Regions from separate parts of the Mus musculus genome. Here region 1 is linked to region 2. Evidence: chromatin contacts called from public Hi-C data. All regions are on one chromosome and are shown on one strand. The core of a region is the stretch at or near the end of the contact, and the rest is flanking DNA. Distances in the headings are between cores, read along the strand shown. Region 1 has its middle 100 kb from the start of Gm35803. Region 2 overlaps Klf7 (Kruppel-like factor 7 (ubiquitous)).

Evidence for each region. Hi-C and Micro-C count contacts between places; a contact is called where the count stands out from the background.
Region 1: a contact with region 2 is called in a Hi-C map of the N1E-115 cell line, with 2.5 times the contacts expected there. The contact joins two enhancer-like sites. A contact is called at or near these places in 1 of 39 promoter capture datasets (liver) and 2 of 484 Hi-C or Micro-C datasets (the N1E-115 cell line and peritoneal macrophages).

Annotation. Positions count from the first base shown.
Region 1 is chr1:64,377,216-64,383,355 of GRCm38.p6, forward strand. No RefSeq gene overlaps it. Among named protein-coding and RNA genes, the nearest start is that of Gm35803, 100 kb to the left of the region's middle. Within about 2 kb of position 4,271, at least 14 of the 459 cell types and tissues checked have an H3K27ac peak or open chromatin away from gene starts, as enhancers often do. A contact at or near this core is called in the N1E-115 cell line, where this site is marked.
Region 2 is chr1:64,083,611-64,089,343 of GRCm38.p6, forward strand. All of the region lies in intron 1 of Klf7 (Kruppel-like factor 7 (ubiquitous)), which reads right to left. All of the region lies in intron 2 of Gm13748 (a long non-coding RNA gene), which reads left to right. Among named protein-coding and RNA genes, the nearest start is that of Gm13748, 7.1 kb to the left of the region's middle. Within about 2 kb of position 1,316, at least 13 of the 459 cell types and tissues checked have an H3K27ac peak or open chromatin away from gene starts, as enhancers often do. A contact at or near this core is called in the N1E-115 cell line, where this site is marked.

The sequences.
Region 1 (6,140 bases), core at 3,021-5,520, 300 kb after region 2:
CTGTGTTGTGGGAGGGTAGGGCCAGAGGCAGAACTTAAAGCTTGCCATGTCTGGCACAGCTATTGTCATGGATTCTTCTCCAAGAAGAGCAAGCACCACCCTGTTTCCAGGGTCTTTTCTGAGCCTCAGTTGCTTGCCTTTGCAGTGGTTCCATTTGAGCTGATTTTGAGTCTTCTCTTGTAATGGCTAAAGTTTAAGAATAGGAACAAAAATGACATCTGGGGTTGGTCTTATACTCAGTAATAGAGACTTCCTACAAACCAGTAGAGAGTTCTGATTATTAAAATCTGCTTCTCCTAAGAAGAATGAAAAGAATTGAAGGCTGATGACCCATGCAGTAGAAGATCAAGGAATACTGGACATGTGCTCACCCTGATGGTTAACAGTCTAGAATTTGGCATCAGGCCATATAGATTCAGCTCCCATCAGTACTTGCAAACTTTGTTTTTTTCCTACAAAGGAGCATCTTATTTGAACTCACCTCGTATGGATGCTGTAAGAACTAAACAAAGTAGATAAAGCACTTGCCAGAGTATCTAAGGTATAACAAACGGTCAAACGAGGCCCTTCCTGATACTTCCCAGCTATTGAAAGTCTTTAGCAACCAGCATTCACCAGTAGAAGCATGGCCCCCAGCACATACCTACTCATGTGGCTGATTCCCAGGAGCAACTACAGTCTCCCAGCCATTGGTGGTGGCTCTCGACTGCCCAGCTGTAGAAATAGTGACTGGTTCCTGTTTCCAGAAACAAGCCAAGTGCTGCAGTAATGAACTCTGAGTTTGCTCCTGGCTAGAGTAGCCAACTCTTCCTTATTTAATGCCAACAAGAACCTGACCTTTCCCGCTTCCCATGTCAGCCTTTCGCTCATAAAGTAAACCCAGACCACAAGTCTAGCCAGAGAGTCGATATTAAATTAAACTTTGGATTTTAAGACACTGCCCATGTCTTTTTCAAACATCACAATCATCTTCACGCATGAGATTTCCTGCATAGGCCCCTGAAGAGCTGCAGACTACACCCTGATCCTGCAGTCCTCCCTCCACATCTCCAGGCTCCTCAGCATCATTTCTCTTTATATTCTCCCAAGGGTGACTAATGTCTGTCGCCTGGGATTGGCTCTTTAGTCTGCATAACAAAAAGATTGTCTTGGAAATATGAGCAGAATACAGATGTCTTATACACTTAGATGTGTTAAGTTGCTATCTTCTCAACCTCCTAAGAAGGCTCCTTCCTTAAACTATTTCTTTTATTTTTTCCTGAAAAAAAAAAGAATAGAACTAATAAAATTCAGAAATCTATGACTGAAAATGCTAGCGGCATTCTTGTTTCTGAATTCTTGGGTTGGTTTCTGTTTTCTTTCCAGAAAAGCACTCTGATTATTGAATGTCTCTCTCTTATCCTCCCTCCTCCTCCCCATCCTCTCTTCCTCTCCTACCCCTTTGTGGGTAAGAATATTTTTTGCTTCTTTCTGTGTACCTAACAAGTCCACAGAGATGGGGCAGTGACCTGATTTTTTTTTCATTAACTGATGTACTTAAAAAATATTTCTGCTTAACTGAGTTGTGTAGACTGGAGAGCTGAGCAGGTGACCAAATGATGATGCATGCTGGTTGTGAGACATTATGGAATCTTATAGACTGCTGTTATATGAAAAATGTGTGTCCCATTGTAGAACATAACAGAAACTCAGCTCCTACTCACTGTCTCCGTAGAGCACTGGCACGTGGTTAGCCATTCCAAGTTTTAAACATACTATGGACTTTTAAAATATGAATTCCTCACCTTTCATATGCTGGCAAATTATCAAAGAATAAAATTTTAAGACAAAATAAAATTTTTAATTAATACAGACCCAGTGTGGTATATAGTTCGAGCAGGTCAGCCAGGGACCGACCGTGCTCAGCCTCTTCCTAAAACATCATAGTGAGTAATCCAACATCTCTTTTATCCATCCTTTGCACTAGTCCCACCATGCTGATCTGTTGTGTTCTACTGTGGCAGAGGATGTGATACCAGCGTAATTTGGACCAAAGAGACATCTGTTGGTTCACCTGGAAGCAGAAGTTTGACATCAAAGCAGTGTTATCTAGTGACAGCCTTCTTGCTCTATTAAAATGGGGCAGGAGGAACCACAAGGCCAAAGGGCAAGAGAAGAGAAAGCACAAGAAGGGTGCAGCCTCCATGGCCTGAGCATCTCTTAAAACTCTCACCTATCAATACTGCCAAAATAGCAATTAATTTTCCAATGTGAGACTTGGAGGAGACATACATTCAAATCATGTAACCCACCTTCTAACAGCCTGGTGACCAAAGTCCACAATCCGGGTCTCTGCTTCTTGTCACAGCTAGAGTAGCATTCATAACCAGATTTGTGTCTAAGCCCATTAATAACATAATTGATAATACTGTGTAAAACTAAAGTGATCATCTAGAAATATATCCAATTTACAAACCTTTTTTTTAAGGTCTGAAAGATTTCATGATTCTATCAGAGCCAGGGACAAAGCTATTTGAGGACACAGTGTGGTAGGCTGGGAATAGGGCTGGGTAACAGAGTACTTACCTAGCTTGCATATGCCTCCTTCAACCCCTGACACCAGAAACAAATGAAAACAAAAGTGGATAATCAGGCATGCTCGTCAGATGTCAGCTGATTACCTACAGCCATAAGCACAGAAAGGGGCAGAAGGAATCTTCAGTGTTCCTCCCCCACCCCCTACCAGCCACACGTTAAACAGTGCTCACTTTGCCCTGAAACAGCAGAGACTATCAAATTCAGCAGTGGGTCTCCATTCCTGTCAGAATTTGTACATTCTTCCTTGTTATAAAACTTTTTCTTCATTTTTGGAGCCTGTATAAGGCCCCATGGTTTTCCCCTCCTAAAACAGAATATTACAAGAATTTCCTGAAGATGAATCCTGCCTGTATCATATTACCTTTTCTATCCCAAAACCTAACATAATACTGTTAATGAAGACCCAACAAATATTTTATTGGATTAATTAGTGATCAAATGATTAAAGTCAATCTGTGCTTCAAATGCTCTTGCTTTTATGCTAATGCAGGGGTGAAGTCGATCAGCATCTTTAAATGCAACACACAGTGTTGGTGTTTTAAAAGATACTTCAGAGAATCGCATGGTAATTTATCTAATCCACCCTGGCAGAGAGAATCTGAAGACAGAATCTCTTCTTCCCCGCTAAGTCTTAGCATGTGCTGATTTGAGGCGACTCCAGAAGTGAAGCTAAACAATTAATTGCACTATTAAATAAACACTTTATGTTCCCTTGAAAACCTTTAAAGAGGGCCTCTGTGTCACAAGAAAAGATGCTGAGACATCAGAATGGTGAGAGAGACATTAAATTTCTCCTGCCTGCAGCCCTATGGAAGCTGCGTCTGCTCCTCCTCCCTGCTAAGTTCATGGTCTTTAACATGACACTGAACTTGACAGAGAAATTGCAGGTCCTTGACTATGTATCTGCATTGCAACAGATGTCAGCCTCACGTTTAGAGGAAAATTGAATTACAGATGGAAGGAGCCGGGGAATAGAAAGCATCTGTTAGAAGAATCTGGATTCAAGACACGACATTTGACAAATAAGTCTCAACTTCCGAATGAACTGAAATTGTTTGTGATTCTCCCTGAGATCCTCTCTCCCTTCCTCCTGCCTCGTACAAGGACTGAGAAGAAAATGAAGTTCTTCTACACCTGCAAGGGGAAGATGAGCAGAAAACACTTCAGGGAACCATGGGTCCCCTGTGTCGACAGCACAATATCTATTGAAATGCTAGGATAGTCCAAAAATCCCTCACAAATAAGCCAGTGTCCTCAGGCTGATGGAAAGGCATGTTATCTGGGTAACCTGCCATCTTTGGTTTGTATAAAACATCTGGGACCTGCATGTGACCTTCCATGTTGTCCTTGTCACTTTGTTTTAGCTAACGTAAAGAGGGACCATTCAATCCAAGGAGTTACAATCATTTACTTCAGCAAAGAATTTGCTCTTTGAGCCAAAGAGCCTCAGAGGATGGTTTATGGTCTTAAGTAAAGTCATTCCTGATAAATATGGCTCTTAAACTACCCACAGGACACGGCTCACTCCTTCCCAATCAAGTTCTAACAATGGCTCAACTCACACCTGACAGAACCAGTTACAGTGATGGGGGCTGAAGGGCTGCAGGAGGGGGAGGGGAGTGCGTGCACACCCTCATTTACACAGCTCCACATACCAGCTGCCGGGCTCTCACGCCGTCAGTTATCTGCAGCCTAATCTGCACTGAGGAAGACAGATGATTTAAAGATTTAAATTGGTGGGACAGTGATCATCTGTGACCTTAGTGTTACCCTGGAGACCAGCTGGTGCCTGGACTGGGGTAGCTGAGCCTAGGAGCCCTTGCATGGTCACAGGACTTTAGTCCAGCTGCCCTGCACGCAGCTCTTCATCAGGAGTTTCCAGTTATTAACCCCTCAATGTCCTCTAAAACCTCACAGAGAAAAAAAGCCCCACCCCCCTGCCTCTGCATAGTTCTCAACGATGGCTGATGCCTGGCCCAAATGGAGATGAAGTGAGATAGGAGAAAAGTAACCTTACTTTCAAAGAGAAAGTCTTTGAGCAAGCAAAATTTTGGCCCCCAAGAGCAGGGTAGCTACAAGACTAGGGGTGGATGTCTAAATGTGGCAAGGCCAAGCCCTTTTTAAAGGACTTCCTAGAGGTGACAGGAAGCTAGTGTTTGGGTCAATTCTCCATTTAAAAATGAAAATCATGCTTCCTTGTACAGGACTTTGTAAAAGCCTTCACCATTACTCTCTTCCCTATAAGCAGACACTTTACTTAGGAGGGAAATTTCCTTAAATGCAAGAGCCAAGAAGCAGGATTGCTGGGGATGTGACATGGGACACTTTGCCACCACCTCAGCTCTAATGATGATGAATGTGATGGTTTGGGTACATCTGCCTAAAGTCAGAAGTCTGAGGCAGCCACATCTGGAGCCTGGTGCTATTTCATCTCTAATTTAATAGCCGTCTTCCCAGTTCTGAAGCTGACAAAGGACTTGAGAAGAGAAAAATGTAAGGATGATCACTAAACTTTGTTGGCTTCCAAGCACTCCCTCTTGCCTTGGGGAAATTTATATCCTATTCCACTGAAGACTCTGCTGAGGAAACAGTCATAACTCAATGATAGTGCTCACAAGATTTTCCAAAGATTGACGTTCTTCCTATTCCTTTGACCCGTGGTTTGGGTCAAACTTGTACTATGTATGGGAGTTTCTCTTTATGCTGCCAGTTCAAGGTCCGCAGGTCATCCAGGGGGTTAAGGCAAACACTGGCTGCCACGTTCAGATCTAATTCACTTCTGTCCCCTTTGTCTTTGTTGATTTTGCTGAGCCTCTCACATCACTGCACCAATCCCAAGTCATTGGTTTAAAAGTTATACCTATTTAGATCCTTTTTAAATCATCATTTTCACATAGCTGCTACCATTCAACACTTTTCTTGTTCCCATCTCTTTTGAACAATGTTGTCTACAAATGGGTCTTTGCTTCATGTATAACCCATATAAACATCTAAGGGACTCCTACCACGTTCAAATTAAGAGGCAAGGTACCAATGGCCTAAACAGGGACCTAGAGACATTCCTTGCTCTGTTAGTTAGCTTTTCCTGTGGTTAGAACCAAAATGCCTGACACCAATAACTCAATGAAAGAAAGCATTTGGGGAGGCAGGTGTGGTTTCTGAGAATTCAGGCTCTGGTTACTTGTTCACCTAGGCAAAATCTTGGCAAAAGAAACATGCTACTGAGTGGAGCTGACTGTTTACTTCCTAGCCAACAGAGCTCAGAAGAGTAAAACAGAAAGCTGTCAGGGATTATGTGGGAAGCCGCCCCCACATTCGCCGTCACAAGATGGCGCTGACATCCTGTGTTCTAAGTTGGTAAACAAATAATTTGCGCATGAGCCAAGGGTATTTACGACTACTTGTACTCTGTTTTTCCCGTGAACGTCAGCTCGGCCATGGGCTGCAGCCAATCAGGGAGTGATGCGTCCTAGGCAATTGTTGTTCTCTTTTAAATAGAAGGGGTTTCGTTTTTCTCTCTCTCTTGCTTCTTACACTCTGGCCCCAAAAAGATGTAAGCAATA
Region 2 (5,733 bases), core at 66-2,565:
ATTGGTAAAAATAATGCAATTCAAATGAAGTATGTAAACAAGCTAGTGGTATTTTTCTCAATGATAATTTCCTGGTGATAATAGTAATACTATAGTCAGTTACAGGGAAAGGAAAAATGAAATAGAGCAAGCATCAGCAAGCTAGTAATGTCTCCAGGCTATAAATATGAATAGAGTTCACATGTTTCTCTCCATTCCAGTGACACTCCAGCCACCAAACTCCAAGTCTGGGTCAGCAGGTGTCAGTTTAATGACACAAATTATGCCGATCTGCTAACTCACTTTGCTGAGTGAGGCTTCTCCTGGCTGACCTAGCAACACAACTTAAGGCTTGATCCATTGTCTCAACCTGAGAATCTTCCCAAGTGCTAAATGACTCTCGGATATTTATGAGTCACAGATGAGCTCCGTGAAGACTGTGATATCCCAACTCTGAAACGCATGGCTTCCCTGCCTAGTCTCTTAGTAAATACCATCTGAAGCTGCCTGCAAAGCTATCACCCTAAAAGCTCCTCTAATAACTTGCTTCATGCTTTCACAGCCCCTTTGCTTGTTGAAACAAGCTTGTTAAAGGTAATAATCCAAGACCTGGCTTTAGCAAAAGAAAGAAAATGTGCTGGTGAACAGGCTCCATGGGTGAAGGTGCTGGCGGCCATTCCTGATGACCTGAGTTTAGAGTGTGATTCCTAACACACACACACACACACACACACACACACACACACACACACACACACACAAAATGATAAAACAGTATTTTAAAAAGACTTCAAACCTGTTACTGCCATACCCTCTACTTTTATGACAAATTCCAGAAACCAGAGTTGAAGGAGAACAGCAAAATTCCAGTCTTGTAGCAGATAAGCCCATCAAAATTCCCCTCCCACTGGCAGTAAGCAGTTACTGTCCTGGGTTCAAGAGAAATGTAAAATACTTGGCTATATGATGCCAAAATCACCAAATGGCTTTTGTTCGACCCATGCCTAGTGTATCATAAACTATCCCAGACCTACTAATGCAGAGGGCAAACTGTTACCATTTCCTCTCAAGACCTCCCTAAAGGGTTTCTCTCACTCATATTTCGTCTTGACTTTCCCCAGGTCCATAGACTTGAAGCAGTCTTTCACCTAACCTAACCCTGTACAGATCAGTCTTCACTCACATTTCAGTACGGAGTCGATCTCTCACAGGAAGGCTGGTCTACAAAACACGGTACTGAGAAAATGGCCTGATTGCCAAATGTTGAAAGACACTCTTCCCCAAGCCTGGGCAATGAAACATATCTGCTAAATGCATCTGAGTGCACATACACTGCAGGATGTCTGGATGCTTAAGATTATGATCTTAAAAGCACAAAGTGCAGACTCTAGCCTAGGCTCCTAGTGTCCCCACCCCCAAAACCTACTAGGGCATAAAAAGTTTTAATTTTTATTCTGGGTCTCAATTTGAAAATGAGATGAAGACATAGGTGAAATATTTTTGCTACAACTTAATAACTGTGGCATGACAAGTAAGTACACTAAAGTCTTTGGATCTATGTATTCAAGATGGCAATTTAAAAAAAAAAAAGAAAGAAAAAAAGAAAAGGAAAAGAAATTGCACTTTGCTAATGGTTATTTTTCTGGAATAATGCAAAGTCAAAGAAATAAAAGGCCAGCAGTCAATACGCAATTTGCTAATCAATCCATAGTCATTTGTGGTCCTTTTGCCAGTTTTCCTTCCTCACAATAATGCCACTTCCCTCACCTAAAAGGGTCAAGAGTTAAGCCTATATGGAGATAAGACAATTTTAAGAAAGACATATAGCTGCAGAAACATGGAGAAAGCCAGCCTCCCACTTTTTGAAACATGCAAAGTGGTGCTTCCTCTTCGATCAGACCTTGACCTGGTGTTGCTCTTAATGATGGTAATGAGTGATGACAATGCTCCTGGCAAGGAAGGGGTGAACTTTTGTTCCAAGCAAGAATGTTCACCCAGGTAATTACACACAGGTGAACTGCACTTGGCTGCCCAGGGGAACCTCTTCCTGCCAATTATTATATGCGGTTTTGCCACGTGCTATTAACCACAGCGCCAAGGTCCCTGAAGAGTCTCATAAAGAAAAAGAGGGGAGCAACCTTTTCTTTCTTTTGGGAGGACCCTAAAACTCACATTTTGCATGTGTGCTTTGAAATCTTCAGACACATCCCAGAATGGAAATTCTGCATGATACCAGACAAGCTACTGTACTGATAGGGAAGTCAGGTTCCTTTGCTGTAGACATCTTCTAAATTATTCTTTCCAGAGACTTTGTGGCTGTGCATATACTTAGACTTTTAATCAAAAAAGAATTCATCTAACTCCTAAAAATCAACAAAAAGATTCATCAAGGTTGATATGGGTGTGAACTTGATGGGTTTTCTCTCTTCAAAAGATAGGATCAAAGATGCTGACGTAGTTCCACTCTTTTGAAATTAGGTCAGAGTTGAAAGATGGGAAAGAACCAGTGAGATTTGCTACCTTTTTATCTCTGTGGCTGGCTGAGAAGAGCCAGCACTGACAAACCCAGTACGCCTGTGGAGACCCTCGATTTCCGAGCACCAGGACTCTGTGGCCTCAACATTTTAAAATGGGTTGAGGGAGAACACAGTCACACTGAACATCCTTCAGGGCAGAATGAGCAAATGAACCAGTGTACAATCCACCTCCTACATCTTAGGAAGTCAGTCCCAAGACAATTTTTACCATTTCTTGATTTTTATCACTAGCACATTAGCATTAGAAAGCTGGAAAGAAGTGGATTCTATCTAGAAGACTCGAGTGAGCAAGAATACAGCACAAGTAAAAATCTCTTACTTCGTGTTTTAACTACTAGGTTTAAAAAAGAAAACCCCACATCAGTAGCATACCCCATAGGTACAATAGTATTACACACTGCTGTCAGAGCTGCTGAACTCCACAAAACAACCAGGGTTCTAGAGCCAATGAAATTCCTCCTGACTCTTTCTCAGATCCACTGGTTGCCAGAGCTGAAACCAAATTAAACATTTCCCTCTAGCAATTTGTAAATTCTGAGAGACAATGCTGTGAAAATTAATTCTAAACAAACAAAAGTTAGGAAATTTATAGCAAAACCTCTTTAGTGCTTCTCCTCCCCAAATCATTTCCAACATACAAAGACAACATTAGTTTGGATATTTTTTCTTGAGGAAGCCAGGAAGGAAGGAGATGGGATTAAAGGCCCGGGAAGAGGACAGTGTCTTTGAAATTACTTCCCCTGGGATACACGATGTACAGCATCCTCAAATTCCCCTTTGATCTCCTGAGGGATTTTTAGTTTCAATGCATACATAACGTGAATCCTACAAACCACTCTGTTCCAAATTTGACACTGAAGTCACACAATCAGGGCAAAGCTGGGCAAAGCTGGGCAAAGCTGGGCCCTGGGTTCTAGGCTTCCCTCCTTCTCCAAATAGGAATGCCTTATCCTGGCTCTTACCATCAATTTTCAAGGTAACAGTGTCAACTGGATGCCACATGGACCAAGCACAGACAGACGGACAGACAAAACTCAGTTTTTCATTGTTTTTTTTGGGTGCTACCTCCCCAAACATATCAGTTTGAAGTCCACCGGTCTTCAGTTGGCCCTCAAGGAGGCTCCTCACTGTTCCTCAGCTACTAAGCTAATTAAATTCCAACTCTGGAGTAATTAAGATACTAGTGCACACGAACAGCTAGACATACAGATGATCCTTTGTCTCCTCTATCCATCTCTTCCAGCCAAGCCACCATTTAGGATCAAACAGGTGGAAATACTATTACTATTTGCTACTTAAGTACCCTAAAACCAAGTCTCAATAGATGTCCCAATTTTAGTCATTATTTCATTCTCATGAACATAATAAAATCCATGCCTTAAGAATCAAAGAAAATTACTCTCTATATACTGCTGTCAAGAGATAGATCTAAAAATTAAACAAGATGACTCCCTAAGGCAGTAGTTCTCAATGTTTCTAATTCTGTAACCCTTTAATACAGTTCCTCCAGTTGTGGTGGCCCTAACTATAGGATTATTTTGTTGCTTCTTCGTAACTGTAATTTTGCTACTGTTAGGGATTGTAATGTAAATATCTGATCTGCAAGATATCTGATATGCAACCCCACAGGGGTCTCAAGTTCACAATCCTAAAGGAAAAAATCCATTACAGTCAGTAACAACGCTAAGCAGTTCCTGTTTGGGAAGGCAGGCGTCTCACAGAGCCCACGGACCTGGGGAAAGACCTCTTTTCTGCAAGATGGTGTCCCAAGAACAACAATGAGCCCGACGGGTTTTAAGCTTCACCATTAATTTTCCATAAAGAGCAGTTTTCTTGACGAGCGCTTGTGTCAGGCAGGGCCTGATGCTTCAGAAACCTGTAATTATTCTTGGCTCCCCACCCCCCACAGCCTCTGCACCTGTGTCAGTTCAAGGCACCAGCTGGCCACGTCTTGCCTCCTGCCTCTTAAAAGCGGGGAGGGAGGGGGGGCAGCATTGAAAACCCAAACTCATGCTACTCACTTCCTCCAAAATGCAAAAACAAAACACAAATTTGAAACTCACCAATCTCATTCCTCTCCCCACCACCCAACATGCCTTGCCAAAAGAAACAAATAAACACTAATTGGCTAGAGAGCTCTCTCTCATTCAAACTAAAATTACTGAAAAACACAGTTAACGGGGAAAGGTCTGACAAGGGGTTATTAATCTGTTTTACAGCTCACTCGTACACACCCCACCCGTTCCTATTAACCCTGTACACACTCACACACCCTACACAAACTCCATGAGCCTCGGTACTCTCAGCAGTCAGGATGGGAACATGCCGAAACCATGACATCATCTCCCCTTCCTCTCCCAGGTTGCTGCTCAGCCTGACTGGCGCTTCTGGGATTCTTATTTATTTAGTAAAGTCATCTCACGGACTCCCTCCTAGAACACTGTTACAGACTTCTGAGTTGGGTTAATTAAATATGCCCTTCCTCTACTACACACACACACACACACACACACACACACACACACACACACACACACACACTTCTTTGACTCAGGGCATCACTGCACGCATGGACGGTGTTGTCCTCTCCCTCTCAACAGCATGAATTTCCGGAGAAGAAGAGGTTCAAAGCCCACTGGGGCCCTCAGTGGCAGATGCAATCTAGTTGCTGACAATCACAGAAGACACTCAAATACAGCTTCCAGGAACCTCGGGATCGGAACGTTACAGACAATGCAGGGTACAGGAAGAGTGTTGTACTTCCTCAGACCATGGAAAAATGGCAGCCAAGGGCACAATGAAAGCCAGCCCTGAACCGCTTTTCTTGTGCAACAGTTGTGATTTTGTGTAACTGTGTGCCGGTAAAATCAATTTCCTAAAATATTTAAAATGGCTGCATGATGGAGCAACCTCAACCTCTCTGAGCTCAGGATTCTCATCTAAGGGAAGGATGGGCTGAGCTTAGAGTGTATGCACAGTCTGTGGCACTCAGATGGCGTGAAATAGCAATGGGAAGATCAAAGGAAGACCCGACCATGGAGGGCAGGGTCAAAGCATGAGACGCCCAATGTCAATAGTGTGGTGAAGGGAAAGGGTTTGGAGGACCGGGACTGTATGAGACCTGCCTCTGAACAGGAACCCCAATGCCTCTGACACTCAGTGATCCTGGTTTAACAGAGGGCTACAATTTTGTATTTCTTGGCTCCTTGAGGCTATT